Regions from separate parts of the Rattus norvegicus genome. Here region 1 is linked to region 2. A link is a contact called in public Hi-C data. All regions are on one chromosome and are shown on one strand. Each heading gives the region's core, a stretch centred on a gene start, on an enhancer-like site or on the middle of the called end of the contact. The rest is flanking DNA. Distances are from core to core; before and after follow the strand shown.

Region 1 (5,987 bases), core at 3,449-5,948, 69 kb after region 2:
GGCCGTGTGTGAACTGAGTTGCCACTGAACCTGAGCTTTGCACATCACTAGGCTACCTTGGAGAGCTGGATGAATCTCTGATGATAAGACTGGGCTGGCCAGTAAGTAGAAGAATCCCCCTAGCTTTCTACTCCCTCCTGACCAAAGTCTCTTTGCTTCGTTCTTAGTTTTTTGAGACAAGATCTATGCAGCCCCTTTTGGCCTCCAAAAAGTGATTCTCCAGCCTCGGTATCTCGGGTGCTGGGATTATAGGCTTGAGATACTAGGCCTAGTCCTGGCTTTCTTCTCTGGAAGAGGGTCTCAGTCTACAGTTCAGGCTAAACCAGAACTGACTATGTAGACCTGACTGGCCTCGAACTGGCAATCCTCGACTCTGTCTGGTGGATGCTGGGAACACAAGCAAACTCCACCACCTCAGCCCCTTCTTCTGGAACAGACGCTGTACTTTGTTTCTAATCAACTGGCCTATTGTCTTTTTGAATCCCCAGGAGGGCAGAGATCAAGCCATGTGGTTGCATTGCCCTCTGGTGGTCATAAGGCCATTTCTATGAATTTTCCTGACCGGCTTTTCCATTGTTCTTCCTGACTCCACCCCAACTCCAGGCTCAGACACAACCTCCATAAGGACAAACCTCTCAGTCTGTCTGCTCATCACTCTATAAGCAGCACCTGGAATAGTGCCTAGCACCCACAGGAGGAGTGAAGAACGCTTCCGAATGTCGCCCTACCACTGCATTGATACGTAACCTCCAGCGATGCAATTAGTTCCTTGAGTCAGTTTCTTTGTGGGTAACATGGAGATGCTGACACCGCACCCCTCCCCCATCATTAACTGAGGGATGGGAGCTACAGGTTTGGGGGCCAAAGAACTCATTCCCTGCTTCTTCCCTTCTCAATCTCTGGGTGCGCTGATGATGTCACAGGGGATGGCAGTGGTCACCTTCACTCAGCGAGTCAATTCGGCCATTTGTAAATGGGTTTCACACTGGGCATGGGTCAGCCTTGAGAAACGTCTAGCCCTAGACCCAAGCTGAACAGGAAACCAACCGCCAAGTGGAACGAACGGGATACTCCTCTTCTGCCAGCTCCTCTCCAGCCCCCTGAGCCACACCTAGCCTCTCTTTGCCCCCTGACCCCTGAGCCCTCCAAAAGATTCTAGTCTCTACCCCAGCAGTTCTCAACCTGTGGGTTTTGACCCCTTTGGGGTTTGAACGACCCACAAGGACCCCTTTCACAGGGGTCCCACCTCAGATATCCTGTATAGATCCATAACGGTAGTAAATACAGTTAGGAAGTAGTAACGAAAATCGTTTTATGATTGGGGGTCACCACAACACGGGAACTGCATTAAGGAGCACAGCAGTTGGAAGGTTAAGGACCACTACTCTAGCCACACTGGTGCCTGCTCCACCAGCAAGACCCACATTCCAGTCTTCCCAGGCAGCTTCTTCCAACTCCCTGCAGCGAGCGAGCCAGCTCCTCTTCAGATTCCCATCCCCTCTCCTCTCCACCTTTCTCCACCCTCTCCATCCTTCTTTGGGGGACTGAATCAGGCATGGCTTATTTTCTAGCTTGAATCCGATTGTTCCTGGGACAGAGTCCAAATCTTCTGACCTACCATTTTGTGGTCTGGAGCCAGCCCATCCCCTGGTCATCTTGTTTTCCAGGGCCCTGCTTCAACCATTTCAGTGCACAATGTAAGTCATTACCTTCCGCTGGGCCTTCTGCCCATGCAGTTGCCTCTGCCTGGAAACCGGTGCCTCCCTCTGCTGCAAACAGAGTGTGAGCTGCTTTGGCTCACCTAGAATCTATTTGCTTTCCTCCAGTAATTCCCCTCCCAGTTCACAGATTTCAGAGACACCTGGAAGGGCCTATCCACTTCTGAGTTCTAAAACTCAGCCGGACAGAGTTCCTTAAAGAATAATTGCAACACTATCCAGGCAGTGGCTTATGCTGGAGCCCAGCACTCATGAACGTTCAGGGATTAGTAGCTCAGGAACAGCCTTGGCTACACAGTGAGTTCCAGGCCAGCCTGGACTGCGTGAGCTAATGAGATCTTGCACAGCAATTCCGCAGAAGAGACGTGCGCGGAGTGCTGTGTGATCCTGGGCACAGTCCACTCCGCTCTGTCTGCTCCGGCCTCACTCACTAACTTTAGAGTCTGGAGCTAGAGTTTGGGTCTCCTAACACTCATTCATTACTGCCCCTCTCAGGCTCCGATACCACCCACAATTCCACAATTCCAGGTTTAGGACTCTCTGGTTACCAGAGCTCCCCTGCCTCCCCTAACCCCTACTCAGGGTTCACATTTCCTGTACGGGTTCTCAGCAGTGCCTGGGTCTGCAGGGACTCAGTTCTGCCTCTTTAGAAGTGAGGAGTTAGGGCTCATAAAGACCAAAGATCTCTGGAGTTGGGCCATTTTGCTAAGAGCATCCATGCTGTCCTGGGAGGAAGGACAGGACCAGGAGGGGTGAGAGACGCTGAGTGCTAGCCCATGTGTGCACCTGCAGGCTGTGTCTGTGAGAACGGTCACCTTGGTTCAGAACATTGGCCAGCTCTGTCCAGTTCTCTGCTAAGTAAATCTCACAACTGCTGCACGACTGCCAAGGGCAGGGCCATGAACCATTCAGGCCTCTGTCTGTCAGGCTCCAGACTGTGAAATGTGCTTAGTGCTCCCCTGAGTGACACCAGGTAGGAAATAGGGTCATTGTGGCCAAGAGCTGAATTGTTCTTGTAGCTAAGCAGGGGGAAGTGGACTCTGAGGCAGAGGAAGCTCCCAAGGAAGCTCATGGGAAGAGTCGCCTCATGGACCACCAGCACCTAGGACCTCTCATGGAGATGCTCCTCCTGGATCTGCCTGAGGATCTAGGCTTAGGTGAGTTCAAGGTAGCTCCTCAGACATCAGTCAGGGAGAATGTCCGAGCGGGATGGCAAACCTGATGCCACACACCTTCAAATCTGAGATTCTTCCTGGTATGAAGAAGTGCCATGTACTTCCTACCAGTGTCTTATTACCGCGCACAGCTTCTAATTCACATGTGTGGAAAGAGTTGTTCTAAGCCAGGTGCAGAGGGCATAGTGCAAGCAGCTGAGTCAGGAGCACATCTTAGGCCAGAAGTTCACGGCCAGCCTGGGCTACATGGTGAGGCAGGGCAGGGATGGGAGGCAGGAAAGGAGGAAGGGACGGAAGGGAGAGGGTTGAGGACAGCTGTACCACAGCACTTGCCCATGGCCCTGGCTCCATCCTTAGTACCACAGAAACAGAAGAGAGCAAGTCGGACTGTGCTGGCAGCTTGTTTCTTGTCATGTATCCCTAGCTGCACATACAGGCCATGTGATGTCAGCTGCTAGCTGCCAGAGTCGTGCTATGAAACACCATCTGCTAAAGGGGCAACCTTTCCAGAAGGTAGAGTTCGAAAACAAGTGTGTGTCTTAGGGTACACGAGCGGTGCTAATTTCTAGCATTTACCAACCACTCACAGTGTGGTAGTTGTCATCAACAGCCCAGTAAGGCCGAATATTTATTAGACCCACTTCACAGATGAGAAAACGGAGGCAAGCAAAACCAAAGTCAGCCCTAGCAAGTCACACAAGCTGGAGATGGCAGAGCTAGTGGGAAGCCTAGGTAAATTTCAGTTATGTCCTGTTGGCCTCTGAACCTAAAGATGTGTGACCCAAGGGGCCCAACAAGCCACAGTAATCCATTCTGGTGGCATCTTCTTCAGCTTTAGGACCGGCGAGCATGAGGCACTGGAATATCTCCTTCAGCATACAGTTTGAGGGAAAAATCCAGGGCTGGAGCAGCCTGGGTCAGCATTCCCAACGAGATGACATCAATATTTGTCCCACAGAACTGGGGGAGGTTGTCCAGTGTGACACCCCCACTGGCTTCCACAGACACGTTGGGGAATTTGGCTTTAAGTGTAGCTGCTGTGGGGTGCAGCTCCTATAAGATAGAAGCCAAGGGGAGGTGAGAGTCCCCCAACCCCCACCCCAAAATTCTGCAGGCCCAGCCCAGGAGTTGGGTCCCATCTCACCTCAGGCTTGAAGTTGTCCAGCATGACCAGGTCAGCCCCAGCCTCTGCTGCCTGCAAAGCCTCCTTCAGGCTGCTACATTCCACCTCTACCTTCAGGGGAAAGCCAGCTGCCTGCCGGGCCTTCAGCACTGCCTGCCAAGCCAATAGAGAGAGGGTGAGGCTGGGTAGTCCGGCCCTGGACCCTGGGGGCCCAGAGAGCTGTGCTTTGAATCACACACAAAAAGGAAGCCAGCCTCCTCCATCTACAGATGGAAAGGCTTGGAGCATCCCTGATGCTGGGATCACTTGTCTGGTCTCTGGTTGGCGGGACTGAAATGCTGGTCAGAGGCAGACCAGAGTGAGAACAGAGGCTCATTGGGGCACTCACCTTCTCCATACTGCCAGCTGCCACCACATGGTTGTCTTTCACCATCACCAGCCCTCCCAGGTCATAGCGGTGGCATTCAGCCCCGCCTACTAGGAGCCCATACTTCTCTACCAGTCGGAACCCTGGCGTGGTCTTCCTCGTGCCTGCTACATGTCCAGCCCAGCCAGTGCTTGTGGCCACCTCCACAGCTGTCGCTGCCGCACTGGCAATCCCACTGCAGCGGGCCAGGGTGTTAAGGGCCACTCGTTCCCCCAGCAGCAAGTGGTGAGCAGGTCCCCTGACCTCTGCCACTTTGACCACAGGTACCAGCTTCGATCCCTCTGGAAGGAGCCAAGACACTTGGCAGTTGAGTTGAGTGAAGATGGCATCAAAGAAAGGTCGCCCTGCCAGAACCCCGGGGGATTTGGCCCACAGCACAGCCTGTGCAGGGGCCGACCCGGTAACCAAGGACGCAAAATTGAGACCTGGGCAGTCCTCTTGCAACCAGCTGTTTGCCAGAGCTGCCAGACTTGCAGGGGGCAACAGGAACTGCAGACCTGGGAGGAAGCAGAGAGACCTCTGTTGGGATTGCACTTCCTCATAGCCAGAAGCTGCCCCAAAACATTTGACAGCATGGGCAATAGGACACTAGCCAATCAGGGTAGAGATAGGACTTCCAGGGCCAGGCTGGGGCAGAGTCTGGGGTCACCAAGCTGACCAGGTTGTCAGAGAAAATGAAACTAGTTAGAAAAGAGTGGTTAACTGGTTAAACTTTAACTTTAACTTTAACTGGTTAAAGTTAAACTTTGCAAAAGTATCAAAGAGTTTTATAAGGAAGCTGAGTTTGGTGGTGCAGTCTCCATACTCTGGGAGGCTGAGGAGGAGCTCACCAGACCTGGTCTCAGAATAGTAGTAGTAATAGTAGTAGTAGTAGTAGTAATATGTAGAAGCAGGTGTTTGCTCCTTCGTATCATCACCATGCCTCCCTTTTGTAATTTTTTTTACTCATGCATATGTGTGTGTGTATGTGTGTGCCTGTGTCTGTGTGTATATATATATGTGTGTGTCTTTGTGTGTATGTGTATGTGTGTGTATGTATATGTAGGCGTATGTGTGTATGTATGTGTGTGTGCATGTATGTGTGTGTCTGTGTATCTGTGTGTGTGCATGTATGTGTGTGTCTGTGTATCTGTGTGTATGTGTGTGTGTATGTGTCTGTGTGTGTGTGTGTGTGTGTGTGTGTGTGTGTGTGCATGTAGATGTCATTGCTCTTGAGTGGAAGTCAAAAGACAATTTGCGGGGGCTGGGGATTTAGCTCAGTGGTAGAGTGCTTACCTAGGAAGCGCAAGGCCCTGGGTTCGGTCCCCAGCTCCGAAAAAAAGAACCAAAAAAAAAAAAAAGACAATTTGCAAGAGTTGGTTTTCTAAAGACAAAGTTGGTTTTCTAAAGGTGTAGGTTCTGGGACTCTAACTCAGACTACCAAATTTGGCAGTGGCTTCTGTGTCCACTGAGTCACCTCTCACCATTCACTTGCTTTTAGCTTTAATTGACTTATAAAGAACCAAGGAGAGGTGAACCCTCTTAACACGTTTGAGTCCAGCAAT
Region 2 (6,594 bases), core at 230-2,729:
CTTCTCTTCTCTTCTCTTATTTTGTTTTTTTTCCCAGACAGAATTTCTCTCTGTAACCCTGGCTGTCCTGGAACTCACTTTGCAGACCAGGCTGGCCTCGAACTCAAGAGATCTGCCTGCCTCTGCTTCTTAAGTCCTGGGATTAAAGGCGTGTTCCACTATCATTTTCTTAATAAAGACTTCTCGAAATACCCAAAAGTTTGTTTCAGATTCTACACTACAAGCTTATGCCTATCTACCAGTGTATTTCGTCATATTACATTAGTTTATGAGACTATTTGAAAATGATTGTAACCTCTAGGAAAGGGGCTATGGTCACTCAGCACTTTAATGTTTAATACCAAACATACTGGGTTTCAGTCTGTATCCGGGCATCAATTTAGACCCCCAATATTTACCAGTTGTGTTATCTTGAAGAAACTATTTAGCCCATTTATGCCTGATCCCCCTTGTCAAATACAAGTCCAGGGGCTGGTAAGCCTTAGAAATTAAGGGTGCCTACTATTTTTCTAGAGGTTCTGAGTTTGGTACTCAGGGTCCACATCAAGTGGCTCACAATTGCCAGTAACTCCAGCGTTAGAGGATCCAACACTTTTCCGGCCCCTGAGGGAACCAAACATAGGTGGCACACACTGATAAAATGAAAGCTTTTTCTTAAAGACAGGGCATTAACAGTAATGACCTCAGTGTTCTGGGGTTGGAGATTTAGCTCAGTGGTAGAGCACTTGCCTAGGAAGCGCAAGGCCCTGGGTTCGATCCCCAGCTCCGAAAAAAAGAACCAAAAAAAAAAAAAATGACCTCAGAGTTCTGTACAAACATTAAATGGTTCATCATAAAATGCTTGCAGCACTGCCTGGGACGAGACGTTCTCCTAAATGTCTGCCTCCCGCAAAGCCAAATAGACAGGCCAGAATTCGGCCTAACGAAAGAGGAAGGGCACGCATATGCAAAGCGTCTTAGAAGAGATTTTGAATCTCCTGGAAGCCTTTTCAAGATGAAAACAGCATCCAGTTCCAAGGCTAGAAGGAAAGGATTTTCCTTTGCCGTGTGATTTTACAAGGCCGCTGAGAGCAAGCCTTCAGCCGGAGTGGGATCTCTGGACAGCCAGCCAGACACCGCGTCTCTTCACTGCTCAGTCTTTACAGATGGGAGGCTGCCCGGCCTTATAGACGCCACAAACTGAAACGCACAGTAAGCGTGCAGGCTCTAGACAGGGGCTGGAGCCCCAGCAGGGTCTCAACCCCGTCTAAACTCCCGAAGGCAGCGAATAGAGGACAGGCGGCGCCCACCCCTACGCGGTCTAGCCGGCGTCCCCCCGCCCTTCCGCCCGGCCAGGATAGTTCGGGACAACCGCTACTCTGTAAGTTTCACACACGATGCCCCCTCCTCTTGGCCCGCGTACCTGAGCTGGCCGACGCCATCTCCCGTTGCTGCGGCTTTTTCTTAGCCCTAACGTTCATATCCCTCCCTTCTTCGGACCGCTTCTCTCTTTTGAATTGCCGGGGTCCGGCCTCCCTCTCAAATTCGACCAATCACGGCTACTTACCGCCGGAAGTTTCCGTTCTAACTCTCCGTAATTCGGCCGTCTCGGGCTCGCTTCCGGTCTTGAAAGCAAAAGTTCCCATGGATGGGGCTCTGAAGTCTGTCACCAAGTGGTGGGCACCTCAGGGCCCTGCACTTTCAGGCTTTTTAATGTCCAAGTTGGGATTGGCAAAGTGCAGACTTTCACCCTACTCTTCCTTCTCAGTTACAAATCTGAAAGCACTTGATTGATTCTTTATTCAAAGTTTCCAGCTCTGAATACAATTTTTGCCTTTTGGAGAAGACAGATCTCTCTTTGTAGCCCTGGCTGACCAGCTGTCCTGGTGGACAGGGGAAAGTTTCTTCTTTGAACTTGACACACACACCTCTGCCCCCCCCCCCCTTTTCCGTGGGAAAGTTCCCATCCCTGTGCTAGAATCTTGGGATGAAATGTTCCTGCTAATTGCATGCTTTTGGCTTCTAGTAAAATGCTTGCTTTCTTTTGCCCTACAACTGTCAACCAGGATGTCGTTTTTCTGTGCTCTTTGCTTTTAAAAGCTGTAAAATGCAGTTGAGACTGCTTTTTGAAGAGTTTCTTTCCAGGAATTCGCCGGCCACTTAATACAGATTGTCAAATCAGACTTTGGCCACAATGAGTGGTCTTTGAGTCTCTGCCTAGTAACACTGAAACTCACTATGTAGACCAGGCTGGCCTTGAACTCACAAAGATCTGCGGGCCTCTGCCCTTGGAGCTGCAACGGGAAGGGACCGAAAACTGGGAAGGACAACAGTGAGACTGAGTATCTTTATGTAGCCCTTGCTGTCCCAGAATTATGCAGACTAAACTGGACTCAAACTCACATAAGCCTGTCTGTCTCTGCCTTCCTAGTGCTGGGATTAAAGACAGGAGTCAAAGCTGTGTGCCACTACACCCAGCTAAATTCAAAGATAGTAAATTTAGCACAATTTACAATTCTAGAATGAAACCCCATTTCACACGGTTTAGTGACTCAAGGTTAACTTCATGGCAATGGAAACTGGATTGTTTGACATTATGGTTATTACCTCTGAATTCTTACAAGAAAACTTTCAGTTTGATGATGTAAAAACTTTGCACCACATACCACTTTTTTGTTGTAGCTGTTGTTTGTTTGTTTGTTTGTTTAGAAACAGGCTCTCTCTAGGTGTCTCTGGTTGTCCTGGAACTTACTATGTAGACCAGGCTAGCCTCGAACTCACAGAGATCCTACTGCCTCTGTCTCTAGTTCTGCAATTAAAGGCATGCACCACCACACACAGCTATCATACACATTGTTAAAAAATTTAAAAACATTTTTAAGAACAAGTTTTCCAGAATCTTTAGCTTCTTCTTCTATCTCCCTGCTTCATCATGCTATGTCTTTATTGTCCCATAACTGACTTTTTCCTTTCTCAGCACTCGGCCAGATATTTACTGAAGGCAAAACACACAAAGAGACAGACTCATCAGACAGGGAAGGGGTCCGGAGTTGGTGTCCCCAAGAACTGATGTTTTGTCTGGCATTCTAGAATCAAACGTATGCTGCAAATATTCTCTCATTTTCCCAGTCATTCCTAAATCGACTACAGCTTAGCCTCAGCTTTGTGAAATTCCCAGGAACTCTGTCTAAATTAATGACATTCTGGTAGCCAACGATGGATCCTTCGTGGCATTAACCACTCCATCACATGTCTTTTCCTGTTCCCGTGCACCACTCCTCATTTCCACTACTTTCTAAACCTTCCATTCTCCTCTTACTGGTACCAAACAGCAAGCATTGGCATTCTCAATTCCTACTGTAGCCTTCTTTTTATTTTACATACACACAGTTTCCCAGCACTGGAACACCATTACTTTTACACTAATAACCCGATAATCTATCCTAGCTTTAGACCTGAATCCAGCTACTTGAAACAATGTGCATAAACTTGGAGATTATGCTCAATGAAATAAGCCAGGCCCCCCAAAAAAATAAATAAATAAGGACAAAAAGTAAAAAGTACTTCATTTCATTTACATATGGGAGTAGGAAATAGAACGACGGTTCCCAGAGGCTAAAGGAGGGGTGGCTGAGGAAAGGACAGATGCTGATCCCAGTTTACAAAGCTTCTGTGTGGATGAGGGAAAGGAGAGCTCTAGTGCAGAGAACAGTGTGGGTCAGAATCGTACACCACACAGCCCAGAACTGACAAAGGAGTAGCTGTGTTTTTTTGTTGTTGTTGTTGGTTTTTTTGTTTGTTCTTGTTTTTGTTTTTGTTTTGTTTTTTTTTTTTTTGGTTCTTTTTTTCAGAGCTGGGGACCGAACCTAGGGCCTTGCGCTTCCTAGGCAAGCGCTCTACCACTGAGCTAAATCCCCAACCCTGGAGTAGCTGTGTTTGTTCTTCAGATACATCTTGCCGTGTGTCAATGGATGGATTGGCACTTTCTGTGTAGGCTAGGCTGGCATCAAAACTAAGGTGATCCACCCTCCGTGTGTTTGAGTTACAGCTATGGTCCACCAGGCTCAGCTTTTTGTTTCTGTTGTTTGGTTTTGTTTTTCAGGATAGTTTTTCTGTGTAAACCTGACTGTCCTGGAACCCTGTAGACCAGGCTGGCCTGAAGAGATCTGCCCGTCTCTGCTGGAATTAAGACAAGCACCATCACCCAGCCTATTTTGGGGGAGGGGGGCGCAGGGTCATATAGTGAGCATTCTGGAATTTTGGTCCTGTAAAAAACACAGAGATATTATAAGAGTGTGTTTTCACTTTAATTCCAGGTGTGGAGAAATGGACTGCGTCAGACTGTCTGCACCAGCTGATGATGATTTGCTTCACGCTCTAGCAGAGGTGTGGTTTTGCCATCTGCAAATAGTTTCTGCGATTTGGAATTCTGGGAACTTTTCAAAAGGTTCAGAAATGCTAGTCCCCAAGAGGTGGGGTTGGCAGTTTTTGGTCGTTTAGGGAGGTTGGTTGTGGTTTGTTAGTAGCCATGGTCAAAGAACAAACAAAAGGAAAGAAATTAGATTCAGGGATTTTTCCCAATTTTTCTTTCCTCTCCATCCTGTCTCTCTCCTATCTAGTGTTATAAAAGCGGGGAGGGGCATAGGAGAAAGGAGAACCCACAAAGTAGCAAAGCTCCCAAGTGCAGAGAGTGCAGGCAAACACCAGCACAGCTGTTGGACTTACTTTCTTATGTACACAGGGCGCAGAAGCTGATTTCAAGGAATGTTTTGTTGTTGCAAGATTATTTAAAGATTATCAGGTGAACCATTTTACTTATGAAATAGTATATTGTCACTTAAGTCATTTTGATAAAAAATTATGTCATGGGCTGGAGAGATGGCTCAGCAGTTAAGAGCACTGACTGCTCTTCCAGAGGTCCTGAGTTCAATCCCCATCAACCACATGGTGGTCTCACAACCATCTGTAATGGGATCTGATGCCCTCTTCTGGTGTGTCTGAAGAAAGCAACGTGTACTCACATACATATAATAAATAAGTAAATTGTTTTAAATTATTTCATTTTTATTTATGTATATGCGTCTCTGTATAGACATACGCACATGAATTCAGGTACCTGCAGAGACCAGAAGAAGGTATCAGATATCATGGAACTGGACTTACAGGTGGTTGTGAACCTCCTGATGTGTATGCTGGGATCTGAACCAGGTCTTTTGGAAGAACATTATATATTCTCAGCTACTGAGCCATTTCTCCAGGCCCCAGTCATCTTTTTAACAATGTATAACGAATATATTAAAAGCTATATGGTTCTGTCAGTACTATACACAGTAATCCGTGAGCTGTATCACTAAAGATGCTGTTTTAGGATAAAGCTTAATTATTTCATTATTATTATATTGGGGGCGGGTTGTTGGGATAAGGTTTCTCTGTGTGGCCCTGGCTGTCCTGGGACTCACATTGTAGACCAGGTTGACCTTGAACTTAGAGATTCACCTGCCTCTGCCTCCTGAGCGTGTGCACCACCAGGCCAAACTTGCTTATTTATATCTAAGAGATGATGATGAAAACTCCAGCAGCTCCAACAGAGCCACTGTTCTGTGGCTATGAAGAGACACCATGACCAAGGCAACCATAATAAGAGAAAGCATTTAATTGGGGCCTAGCTTACAGTTTCAGAGGTTTAGTTTGTTACACCATAGCAGGAAGCATGGCAGACACTAGGAACTGGATTCTGGTCTATATAGACAGAGAGAGGAGGGTTGGCATAGGCTTCTGGGACTTCAGAGCCCACCCTCAGTGACACACGTCCTCTAAAAAAAAAAGGCCATACCTCTTTTTTCTTTATTCATTTATTATATATATGAGTACACTGTAGCTGTCTTCAGACACACCAGAAGAGGGCATCGGATCTCATTACAGATGGTTGTGAGCCATCATGTGGTTGGTGGGAATTGAACTCAGGACCTCTGGAAGAGCAGTTGGTGCTCTTAACCACTGAGCCATCTCTCCAGCCCAAGGCCATACCTCTTAATCCTACTAATCCTTTCAAATAGTGCCACTCCCTCTTGACTAAGTACTCACTACCTGAGCCTCTGGAAGCCATTTCTCATTCAAACCACCACAGCCAGGTTCATAAAAAACAAGAGAGAAACCAAAACAAAACTGCAGACTGTCTCTTTAGCATGATACAGAAATGGTTGTATTGTCCTTAAAAGCAAAATTTCAAGCTTGTGTTAGAAAATATCAACATTTGCCAACTTGCCACTCCGATAACTGAAACACACCCTGTTCTCTGGGAAATCTGTACGAAATGGGTCACCATGCTTTTGAAGCCTACCTCGGAGCCGATCAGCTCCAGCAGTGTGGTGCCTGACCTCCTGCAACCGCAGGGGTCATAGTCCACACCAGCACTACTGCCGCCTTGGCCATGGTGGCCTCAACTCTGCTAGCAGAAGGTCTTTTCTGAAGTGCAAGTCATCTGACAGCCCAGATTTATCTTCTTCACAGGTTACCTCTTCTCACTTTCAAGCTGTGTGATGGAGAAGATGGTAAGAAGCTCAGCTGAAAATCAAGAATGAAGTAATGAGGGCTGGAGAGATGGCTCAGTGGTTA

Evidence for each region. Hi-C and Micro-C count contacts between places; a contact is called where the count stands out from the background.
Region 1: a Hi-C map of liver shows a contact between it and region 2, with 2.8 times the contacts expected there. The contact joins the enhancer-like site here to the promoter of Kif22 in region 2. A contact is called at or near these places in 4 of 12 Hi-C or Micro-C datasets (frontal cortex, hepatocytes, liver and 1 more).

Annotation. Positions count from the first base shown.
Region 1 is chr1:191,145,228-191,151,214 of GRCr8, forward strand. It overlaps Qprt (quinolinate phosphoribosyltransferase), which reads right to left. Exons shown (of 4, transcript NM_001009646.1): 2 at 4,405-4,940; 3 at 4,038-4,169; 4 at 3,488-3,946. The coding sequence ends at 3,728. It overlaps LOC134483871 (a long non-coding RNA gene), which reads left to right. Exons shown (of 3, transcript XR_010061027.1): 2 at 52-101; 3 at 604-748. Among named protein-coding and RNA genes, the nearest start is that of C1h16orf54, 15 kb to the left of the region's middle. Within about 2 kb of position 4,699, at least 2 of the 93 cell types and tissues checked have an H3K27ac peak or open chromatin away from gene starts, as enhancers often do. A contact at or near this core is called in liver, where this site is marked.
Region 2 is chr1:191,079,399-191,085,992 of GRCr8, forward strand. It overlaps Kif22 (kinesin family member 22), which reads right to left and starts at 1,480. Exons shown (of 14, transcript NM_001009645.1): 1 at 1,403-1,480. The coding sequence starts at 1,460. LOC108349644 (a long non-coding RNA gene) reads left to right here. Exons shown (of 3, transcript XR_005499468.2): 1 at 1-1,360; 2 at 4,296-4,365; 3 at 6,490-6,594.